Linked DNA regions of Mus musculus: region 2 is linked to region 1. A link is a contact called in public HiChIP or PLAC-seq data. All regions are on one chromosome and are shown on one strand. Each heading gives the region's core, a stretch centred on a gene start, on an enhancer-like site or on the middle of the called end of the contact. The rest is flanking DNA. Distances are from core to core; before and after follow the strand shown. Region 1 holds the start of Arhgap27 (Rho GTPase activating protein 27). Region 2 has its middle 24 kb from the start of Gm39397.

Region 1 (5,457 bases), core at 1,384-3,883:
GAAATGGGGACGTGGATAAAATCATCTTCAAAGTTCCCATGCTTAAGATTCCATTCTGTGTCGTTGATTGTGAGATATGTGTCTCCCTGTCATCCCTTGGTGAGAACTTGAGGGTGATATAGGAATCCAACTTTACTCTGGGGGAAACCTTGGCTTAAAGATTTGCGGTGACTGCAAGATAGATAGCACATTTGCCTGAAGGTTAGGGGAACCTCATCTTCCCGGTTGGCGAATTGGGAATTAAGGCCCCTTTCCCGTCGCTCTTCTGCCCCCCGTCTCGCCACACCCTGACGCCTCCAGCCTGCAGGGAATCCGTGGAAAGCTCTTAAGTACCCCCTCCCTTTAGGAGTTTGCCCTCTAGGTGGGCGAGATTAACGACGGGGCGCAGGCTCTAGGGCAGCCCCCAAGTTGTTCTACCTTAGAAGTGTCCCTGTCTTATTTAATCCGGTGATTTTGACGTAGGGGCTTGGACAGCTAAGGTTGGAGAACCGGTTCTCTGGGTTTCTCTTCCCTTTCCCAGTGGCTTCGTCGCACACGTGAACCGTGAAGTCTGGCCCGCCCATTAGGGCCAGCACCGCCCCCTGCACGCCAGCTCTTCGGCAGCCTCTTAAGAGGCTTCCTGGTCTCTTCACCTGCCTAGGGGTCCTTCCCTACAAGGAGTGCCTGTCCGGGGGGGGGGGGGTAGCTTCTAGGGAATGCATTGCAACAGTGTCACCAGGGTCCTCTAAATCTCTTTGGAGTGATCATTATAACGCGACCCCCCCCCCCCCCACCAATGCTAGTTTTGTCTGGTGCCTGGTGTGTGTGTGTGTGTGTGCGCGCGTGAACAATCCCAACTGTGTGTCTTCAACAAAGTGAAGCAGGTGGCCTACTCCGGAAGTACTGGTCACTCCAAAACCTTACAATGACCACTCCGTTTATTGCCCTACAAGGTGGCCTGGGGACCAGCAGCGGGGTGTCCACCGTCTTGCTAAGGCTGATTTCTTTTTTCAAGAGTTCCTTGATGATGGAAGGGGTGTAAACTTAGTCACTGAGCATCCTGACCCGAGAGATGGTAAAATGGCAGACCAGAGCTGGCCGAGCAGAATCCTAGAAGTGTGTACCCTTGGGTTACGCCCCCTTTCCCAGGACCCCAACCGTGCACTCACGTTAGCTGGGAGGATCTCAGGCTGCCCATGGGCGGGGCTGACGGAGGGAAGCAGACTAGGCCTCTACCATATCTGTGGGAGGGACTTCCAAGGACCGAGACTGAAGAAACAGCGCGAAACAGGAGACACTGGGAGGAGAGGCGGAGACCGACACTTAGTAGGGCTGTTCCTAGTCCCCAATACAGCTTGTCTGAGAGGATGCGGAGAAGCCATAATGTCTGTGCTGGAGCCCTTGAGGTCTCCAGGAAAAAAAAAAAAGGCATGGGGAAGGGGCTGAGTGGAAGGGGTGCTGATGGATAGGCGAGCAGAGCCCAAGAGTCAGTAGGCCCTGCTCCCCCCCACCCCCTCAACGCTCAGAGGGGTTTGTTGTCCTAGAGGACCTGGCGTTCCGCGGGCGCGATGCTCTGGGAATGCCCGGCGGAGTTGGCTGTCTTGTCCTGGCATGCACATTCCGAGCGGGGCCTTTTGCTCCCTGAATCACGAACTGTGAGCCCTTCACAGCAAGATTAAGAGCACTACCCATTCCGGGAGCACCTCCGCCCTCTGAGGCTCTCTCTGGGAGCAGCCTGTCCGGGCCTGGAAAAACTAGAGTCCCTTTGCAGGGACGCTCACAGACAGGGGAGTGCTGTGTCTCCGGTTGTGTGACAAGAGGACCTGTGCCTCAGATCCTTCCATTATCTGGGGTGAGCGAAGAGAAGGGGAGGGATGCGAGAGCGGTGAGGAAGGCGCCCTTAGCCAGTAGGTCTCCTGTATCTTCTGCTCCCGGTCGTCCCTAGCTATAGCGTCACCAATATCTAAGTCAGCACTGGGGGACTTCGGCTGGTTCACCTCTCGCCCCCAGACAGAAGGCAGCCCTACACCTAAAGCTCCTCCCCGGGGTTTGGGCCTCCGGGCCCTCCTCCAGGTTCGCACTGCTCTAGCCCCAGTGCAGCGAGAAGGGCAGGCGGTGCGCGGGGCTCTAGGGTGGGGACGGCCACCTGGGGGCACCTTTCCCGCCCTCCCAATACTCAGCGCCATCCTCCCCAACGCCATTCCCCCCTCAGTCCAGCCCGGCCCGGGCACCTTAGAACTTTCGCCCGCTGGCCTAGCTTCCACTTGTCCCGGCAGACGCGCGTGGGGTCCGCGTCCGGAGCTGCCTGCTCCACAGCCCTGCTCCGGCGATGCCCTGTTTCCTGTTCAACAATATAACCGGCGGAGAGCGCTCGGCAGAACTTCCTCCCAAGCCGGGACTGGGCTGTGCTTGCAAGAGACAATCCCCGGTGTCCTGGCTTCCTGTCCCCTCTGGGCCGGGCCAGCGCTCTAGGAGCAGAGACGCCACCCTCCCCCCTCTTCCCCAGGATCCTGGGCCACACCTGACTGTCTCCGGGGAGGAGGCGGTGGCAGGGCCTGGATGGAGATCTGCGGGGGAGGCAGTTTCTCTCAGCTTCTGACCAGATTAGACTCCCACTGACCCTCATCCTTGTCGGAGGAAGTCACCGGCCACTCTGCAGGCGGCCGAAGTGCAGTTGCGGGATCCTCCCATTTTGGAAACTACCTGCCTCTTGGGAAAGCAGCCTTAGCACTCTGAGGTGTGCCTGTGAACACTTCTGACAAAGGCAAGACCCAGTTTTTATTTTCTCTGGCTTCCAAGAAAGAGTGGGGTTCAACTAGATGCTCCATTAGGGGCCGCTGAGCAGAGAAGGGAGCCCCCCACCCCCACTAGGCCGATGTTCCTCTAGTGTCGCAGGGCTAAGGGTTCAGCTGGACAGCCCTCCACCAATTCCTTTTTCCATATTTTGACTTGACTAGTTTTGTCCACTAACAAGTCCACACTGAGGTGGGTATCTTAGGATCCATTAGGGAAGGCACAAAATGAAGGGGTGAGCTCTTTCCCTCCACTCTACCTTTGTCCTTTCCTAGTTGCCCTAGTCACTCTGCCAGCCAGCCAGGTCCTTGTCCATACAGCAACCTGATGCCCAACTGTGCCACAAGCTAGCCTGTATAGACATGGGAGTACCCATGAGTCTCAATTTACTCCCATTACATGCTTGTGGGGACGGTTAAACGAAATAGACACTAAACACAACGATGGTGAGCGCATGTATTTTATTAACCTGTTCCTTTCATTATAGGAGGCACTTTCTGGGGATGAGAACTCCAGTTTGCCCATCCCCCTCTAGACAGGGGAAAGGGGAAACTGCCCTCAGAGGCACTGTGCTGAAGGTGGAAAGACAACCAAAGACAGCAGCAGCAGCAGCGCAAGTGCCAGGCGCCTCCCCCGGGCCTGCCACCCCCAACCTCCAAATCCAGTTCCTCTCCCTTTGCTCTGAGCCCTGAGAACCTGCCTCAAAGATGGCCAAGGAGCACCCACCCACTGGCTGAGGGCGCTCAAGGCCAGGAAACGAAGCCCTGGATGTTGTCTTTTTCTGTCCCATTTTTCTGCAACCTGGTTTCCCTAGGAATTAATCTGTTTCCTTCTTTTGTCCTAACAGGGGCAGTGGGGGGTGGGGGTGTTTGGTGGGGGTGGGGGCTTCTCCTGGAGCTCCTGGGGAAGGCTAGCAGTAGACAGGCCTCTGGAGTCTTTAATCCGTGAGTGTAGGTGCCAGGGCCCGGTTTCCTTGTTTGCCTCTCTCCATGCCCAGAGTCCTGCTTTTACAGGGTGTGTGTGTGTGTGTGTGTTTGAGAGAGAGAGAGAGAGAGAGAGAGAGAGAGAGAGAGAGAGAGAGAGAGAGAGAAAGGCACCCACCTGCGCCCGCAGCCTACATTCCCTCACTTACCTCTTCTCCCTCGCTGCTTGGTCAGGCAAGTGTGCTCCATGGACCCTGAAATGCTCAGTGCATAGGACTAAGGGGAGCCAGGTAGTGTTTCCCCAGAGCCAAATGATTGAGATTCAGAAACAAGACTGCTTAGAAAGGCCAGCTCTTTACTGCAAAATCACTCAAATACCACACAGCAGCAGTTTCTCCTCTGCACTGCCAAGGCTCACTTGTCAGAATATTGCATAAAATAGCATTTTTTCCAATAGTGTGGGCACTGCTGAGGTTCACGTGAGCACTCTTCTGGTGGGGGCAAGTCTCTCACTTGAGCAGTCAGTCAGTCGCTTAGTCAAGGACAGGGCCAGCTCTTATGCTCGCAGCCCAGACACTGGGAGGGCTCCATCTCCTAGACAGGTTCTGGAATACCCTCATGTGACAGGCCCACAGGGGACAGACTCTTGCCCATTCAGGATCCCAAAACAAGGAAAGGAGGCTCTGATCAGGTTGTAGTTTGGGGGACGTGTTAATGCTAGCTCGGGGGTGCAGATAGAGATACACTGGGTGGTTCTGGGGGCTTTGGTGTTTCAACCACTGGTGAGCGCTGTCTTCCATGACGGACAGATGAACTCTTGGCAGCCTCTGCCATCTGCCTTCCTACTCCTATGTTTTATTGCACAATTCAAGCTTCAGGTGACTCAGCTCATTCACCTCAGGGAGGGTGGGGTAACCTCCTCTAGACAGGACAGGCACATTTCCAGGGAGACCCTCCATTCCACCTGAGGCCCCTGGCTCTAAGTGCTCTGGGGTAGCCAGAGGGTTCAGGGGTTCAGGAGAGGAGAGCAGAGCAGAGCGCATCCCCACGCCCCTACATGCCTCAGGGCTGTGACCATCAACTTGAAAACAATTCCAGGATGTGGCCATCAGACCCAAGAGCCTCTTGAGGGCAACCCTACTCCTGGGAAGCCCTTTGGGTGCTGCAGTGTCCTGCTGGGCAGGGTGAAAACTCAAGAAATGCTATGAACTCAAGGCTTTGTGAGACTAAGGGTGGTGAAGCTCTGCAGGCAGCTTTGGGGCAAATTCTCCTCTCTCTGCAGCCCAAGGATGGCACCTCTCCACAGATGGAGCTTGGAGCTCTCTGGTTTCTAGCCTACTCTACCCTGCAGGGTAAGGGGGCATGGGGATGAGGTGGGCAAGGTCATGGCCTTCCTGAGCAGGGAAGGCTCAAAGTGCTGACAGTGCTGGTGCTGGTCACCCCCTGCTCCTGCTGTGCTGTACTCACAGCTATTAGGTAAGCCAAGAGCTCCAACAGAGGGAGGGACGCTTTACAGGTGAGAACGTGAGGAGTGGAGGGAAAGGTGGCCACAGAACCCAGCCTCACAATGACAGGCCATTTGGCACATGACACTTGCACTCTTGGCAGTATGTGCCAGAAAGGGCAGAGGCAAAGCACCCAGTCCAGATAGGCTAACCCAGCAGAGGCCTGTCCACCCAGCTCCATGCCTGCCTGGGCTGGGGCTGCTCTCACCCATCTGGTCGGGCGAAGGGTTGTATTTCTTGGGTGACTTGGGTAGGTC
Region 2 (5,457 bases), core at 986-3,485, 81 kb after region 1:
GCACAGGAAGGCCTTCCATCGGGAGATTAGAAACGGCTCATTAGGAGAAAGCCTATCCCATTGTCCAAGTGTCCAAGCACAGCAGGCCTTGATGAACAGACACAGTCTATGGTTTTAGAGCTTTATTGTAGAAAGGCAGAAGGAAAGAGAGAAGATGGAAAGAGAGAGAGACTAACCATGGCTAAGAGGAGAGAAGGAAGAAAAGGAAAGAGAGAAGAAAGGTTAGAGTAAGAGGAGAGAGAGTAAGAGAGAACAAGGAGAGCATGAGGAGAGTGTAAGAGGGAGAGTAAGAGACGAGAGGAGAGAGAGTGAGGAGGGGCCACGTAGCCCCTCTTGGGGTGGGCTGTTATCTTACTGTTGCTAGGTAACTGGGAGGAGTCTAGCCTGAAGGTCAGAAGCTTGGCACATGGTGTACAAGACTAAAAGCCATGCTTCTCCTGTGGGGGCTGTGGAGGCAGTAACTTCCGATGGGAGCTAGGGGTCCAGAAGACATGAGGGAATGCCTACCGTCCCATGTAGGCCAATTATCACCACCCGGTCCCGGGGTTCTACACCTCAGCTCAACTGGAGACCAGCCTGTCTGTGAATAGCCCATTGCCCACAGGACACTATTGAAACAATGGTTTCCAGGAAACTGGAGCTTCCCCCAGAATCTAGTGAGGAGAAAAGGAAAAAGCTGAAGTCTGGTGCCAGCCAGAGATGCCAAACAACTTGCCAGAGAGCCTGGAACAAAATGATGGGAGGAGCCACCCTGTGGGTGGGGCTGCTTAGTATTGCAGACTTCTTGCCCTCTATTTAAATCTAAACTTTACATCAGGGCCCAGAAGATGGACTTGAGGAGAATCACTGAACTTGGTGTTCCTCTTTCCCCTGTGACCACATTGAATAAATCCTTCTCCACTTTCTCTACTCTGTTTCTTCCATCAGCCTTCTGAGCCTAGCTTCTTTTGGGTTGCTAAGACACAGGCTTAGGCCTAGTAACACTAACAGTAGCGATTTCTAGATAACTACTACTCAAAAGTTCTTAAAGGCGGGGAAGGTCTGAGCTCCTCTTGGCTGAGGGGTGCTGTTGCGGGAAATATTAAAAAAGAACGACCTGGCACGTTCCTACACTTGTGCTGGCAACTCTCTGCCCTGGGTTGCCTGGCTGGCCATGCACTGGAAGGTAATGGCTGACCTGTTTTTTCGTGTGGAGACTCTCTGGCCCGGAGCTCCCCTAACGTCTCCACCCAGCTCACTAGGTTCCCACTGGTGGGCCGTTACCATGACAGTCTCATGCTTCAAAGCCCCCATGGTCTTTGTGGTGCACATCAGGCGAACCCATGACTTAACATGATTCGCCCCTATACCTTTTTCTCTGGACTCCAATCAAATCGCCTGGAGAAGAAAATCACCACACAAACTTAGCTCAGAAACAATGGTAGCTCAATTTCTGGGTGCAACAACTAAAACCTTATCTTGTAAGCCCTACTAAATCTGATTCCTCAGGTGGTAAGTCCTGACCGATCTGCCATGATACCAGGTAACTAGCAGCTACATGTTGCCCTTATGCTACCCCTGTACCAAAAAGCCCTAACTCTTCCCTCCTTCTTCAATTCCTCTGTCCAACCCGGAAGTCCCGCCTACTCACCCAAGTGACTGGCTCCTTTATTCATCAGAGGATTGGTTCATAAGAAGTCTCCTGAGTATGACTCACTCCTTGTCTGCAACCCCTCCCAGGAGAGCAGAATTAGCATCAAAATGCAAACAGCACCAGGCCCAAGCACAACACTTCCCCTTTCTGTTCTAATAAAAATCAAAACTTTTCTCTCAAATACAAATAAAGCACAACTATTACCACTTTGTAGTTTATAAAGTATAAGATAGACCTAATACCCAGTCCATCATTTATGTCACTAAGATAGAACATTGTCATCTATCCTAAATTAAAAGACTTATGATTCTACCTTGACTTATGTCTTGGCTTTAGATTATATGCCATCTGAAAACCATCCTCTCAAATCTATTCTCTCAAAGTAAATGCCTGGATTGTCTATGAGACTATAAGTAGTTTTTCAACCCTGTCAGAAATCTGAGAATGACTAGCATTAACTATATTAAATATATAGGAAGCCTACCACAGCTTCCAGAACTGAGACAAACTGTAGAGACAGCTGCCTCCTTATACAGCCCCAGTAAGTCAGGAAGATAGAGCATCCATCTGTTTTCAGCCTTCTGGTCCAGGATCATCTGACAGGCCTTAGAAAAACAGGAAACTAAGGACTAGCCTATTCTGTCTTGGCAGAACTAAGCTGTCCTATCCTGTAAATTGTGTCCTTTTTCTGGACAGTATTATGTTTGTAGATGAAATGAGGCAATTCTTGCCTAGTGGCTGTCTCAACACAACTGGAGCAACTCCACTGATGCTCAATTTCTTCTTTGAATCCAAGAAAGGGAAAGCTGTCAGGAGCGGACTTGTCTCAATAACAAGTGAATAAATAACATTAAATGTCACATTCTGTGGACTTCTGATGTTTTTGAAAACCAACTATCTATGTAATCTATAGTGCTTGCCATTAATTACTCTCAGCAATTTCTAATTAAAATATCAGAAAACACTCTAACAATAAACTCAGAGCCATGAATTTGCTATTTGACCCTTAACTCACAGGCTTAATCATCTCAGATCAGTTTATAATAACAGCAACAGAAGAACTGGGACTAAGCCCTGTACTTTAAAATTTTTAGTATCAATAGAAGAAATTTATACCAATGCAAACCTTAATTTTGCATCAAAATAAATTCTGTACCAAAATAAGAACTTATGACTTCAACTTAGTAACAATTGTAAAGATTTCTACCAAGTGAGATTATGGCTATACAATCAATTCTAGCTATTCCCTCCCTGTTCCAAATATGACCATTTCTACATTTCCTAGCAAGACAAACCTATAATAAGCACCTCCAGCCCCCCAAGTCCCAGGGAACTGGGTCAACGACTCTTTATAACTTCAAGCTGAATATGGGTGCTGAGATATTTTGAAGGGTGAGTAGGGAAAATGGGGGAGTTGGTTGGCTTTATGAAGGCCACACCGACCATTGTATTACCCTCTGATGTCTGTGTCCTGACTGGATCTGGCTGACAGACATGAGGAGTTCAAGCGGGTCAGTTGAGCATGTCTGACGATGAGACTCACCAAGGCTGTAATACACAAATCCCAAAACAAAATTTTAGTATCATCAAGATAACCTTTTTGTTTGATTCTCTGGAGTCTAGTTCTTCAGGGGGCCTCCCTGCATCAAATCTGACCCATATTACTTTGAAAGGTGTATAGACACTTAATCACCTTTTCTAAAAACGCAAAGACAAAAACTTTCTCCCAAATCAGCATATCCTTGAGACAATAACCAGAAAATCCTTTATTTTGACCTCTCTCCCAGAAGAATAACATAACCACAAAACTCAACATCACACCCATTTTGAAAATTAAAACAATCCAAAACAAATGAAATAAGGCCTTTTCTACTTTGCCATGCAGGATAATAACCCAGAATTCCCATGGAGCCCACGTTAGACAGAATTTGAGTATCCTGTGAGTTGTATTAGTGCAATATATCTTTATACCGTCTTTCTGTTTGGCTATCTGCCTAGAGCAGCCATCTTGTTATACCGTCTATCTGTTTGGCTCTCTGACTGTAGTCACAGACATTAATACTTGTTCACTGTCCTCTCTACTTGAAGTCACTGACTAATTTTCCCTATCCTAGCTCTGAACTGCAGGTGAAATTCTTCACGTGATTCGGACATCCCCTTTTATTCTCCCCACTTCACTTGGGAGTCCTAGGATACCATGGATGTCTGTGAGGGTCAGGTGCAACTGCATTTCCGTCCCAGGAGAACAGAGGTGATTTCTGATGATGACGAGGGCCAGAGGAGGGAAGGAGGAATGATAAGAGGAATGTGGACACCTTGGAAATGGGGGCAGATGGTCCAAGCACAAGGCTACAGCTCTTGACTTCTCCTCCCCACCTCCGGCCCCCAGGATTAGCTGTTTATTATTAATATACCATTAATAGACATAAAATCTAAGAGCCCCCTACCCCAACAAGGAAATTGAAAAAACATTAACAAAAAGAGCCTATGCTAGGGAGTCAGAAGTCCTGTGACATGCCATCTCTGCTTTGGGACCCAGAAGAGTGTGAGACTCTTCAAGGCTTCCAAAGCTTAGGGGAGTCCAGGGTCATTTTGGGAGAACTCCTCGGGGTTCTGCTTGGTATGGAGTACCTTTCCCAATTCTTGTGCCAGAGGTGTATTAGACTAACTCTTGAGCCAAACTTTGACCCATAGCTTCCAACAAGGTGAGGACCCAGAGGTATGTTCCCTTGACTCCAGCTCAGATGTGTGGGCCTCGGATAGCTGCTTGAGCACCATCTCATACCTTTGATAAAGGAACCAAATCTTGATGTCTTCTTTTGTCAGTTTGAGTGTGCCAGCCAAGGCCTCCAGAGCCTCCTTGTTAGAGCTGGAGGTCTGTCTCGAAGTGCTTTGTTAGCTCCTGGAACTGCTTACAGGTGAACCCAGAGCTTCTATCCATGCAGGGCAGACCCGGAGCTGTCTCTGTCTCAGTTACTTCTGTCATGGCTGCAGCTCACTTGAGTTCCGTTCTTCAGTTTCTGCTCTTGACTTCTAACACTATTTCCCTCATCTGCTAAAGGATATGGAAGCCTGGTACAGTGGTTCACACCTTTAATCCCAGGACCCGGAAAGCAAAGGCAGGTGGATCTCTGTGAGTTTGAGACCAACCTGGTCTACAGAGTGAGTTCTAGGACAGTGAGACTCCCAACTCTAAAGAAGACCAAAATCATAATAATAAAATGGAAAGTGTTTACTTTGCCAATTCTGGGATGGAGGAGGAGAACATGGTATCTCAAAACTTGTCTTGAGAAATGAGTCACTAATCGTAGTGTTAGTGGCTGTGTGGAAAGGCCTGGTGCCTGCTTTGGGAGGCCCAGCGATTGAGGCTCCTCTCTCCCTGCTTTCTTGTCAGTTCCTTTTGTGCTTCCAATATTATTGTCAAGGTTAAACCCCTGCCCCTCAAATAGGATGAGTTGGCTTGGGTTGTGTGTGTATAACTCTGCCCATGTGATAGCATTGTAACTGTACCTGACTCAGTGTTAGCCCTTAGAAAGAATGGTCATCGCCTTCCATGCAAATGCTGACTTTTGTCGGCAGTATGGTTTGTGAGTCTCCATACTCCATTCCCTGTAGCAGGGCAGGGTGACGGTTGCTGAGAGGCTTTGAACTGTTAGGTCTAATTGCTTATTATGGTATATGGTATGGGGTTCTTGAGCAGGCTGCATTTTGCTTACAGTCCAAGTCCTGGTTTTTTTTTTTTGTAATGCTTTCTGACCAAGGTGTCACCATGTACTGCAAAGAGGCCTGGATGTCACTGTGTAGCCCAGACTGGTCTTGAAGTT

The links. HiChIP or PLAC-seq counts read pairs in DNA pulled down with a chosen protein or histone mark.
Region 2: an H3K4me3 HiChIP or PLAC-seq map of embryonic stem cells shows a contact between it and region 1, with 2.3 times the contacts expected there. The contact joins the enhancer-like site here to the promoter of Arhgap27 in region 1. A contact is called at or near these places in 11 of 39 promoter capture datasets (the 3T3-L1 cell line, 3T3-L1-derived adipocytes, the HPC-7 cell line and 5 more), 13 of 484 Hi-C or Micro-C datasets (B cells, the G1E-ER4 cell line, bone marrow-derived macrophages and 4 more), 11 of 115 datasets of contacts at active chromatin or transcription factors (bone marrow-derived macrophages, embryonic stem cells, epiblast stem cells and 2 more) and 1 of 9 other capture datasets (pancreatic islet).

The regions. Positions count from the first base shown.
Region 1 is chr11:103,361,059-103,366,515 of GRCm38.p6, forward strand. Arhgap27 (Rho GTPase activating protein 27) reads right to left here and starts at 2,634. Exons shown (of 18, transcript NM_001205236.1): 1 at 2,211-2,634; 2 at 1,149-1,276. Plekhm1 (pleckstrin homology domain containing, family M (with RUN domain) member 1) reads right to left here. Exons shown (of 12, transcript NM_183034.2): 12 at 3,217-5,457.
Region 2 is chr11:103,442,281-103,447,737 of GRCm38.p6, forward strand. No RefSeq gene overlaps it. Among named protein-coding and RNA genes, the nearest start is that of Gm39397, 24 kb to the left of the region's middle. Within about 2 kb of position 2,236, at least 40 of the 459 cell types and tissues checked have an H3K27ac peak or open chromatin away from gene starts, as enhancers often do. A contact at or near this core is called in B cells, the G1E-ER4 cell line, bone marrow-derived macrophages and 2 more, where this site is marked.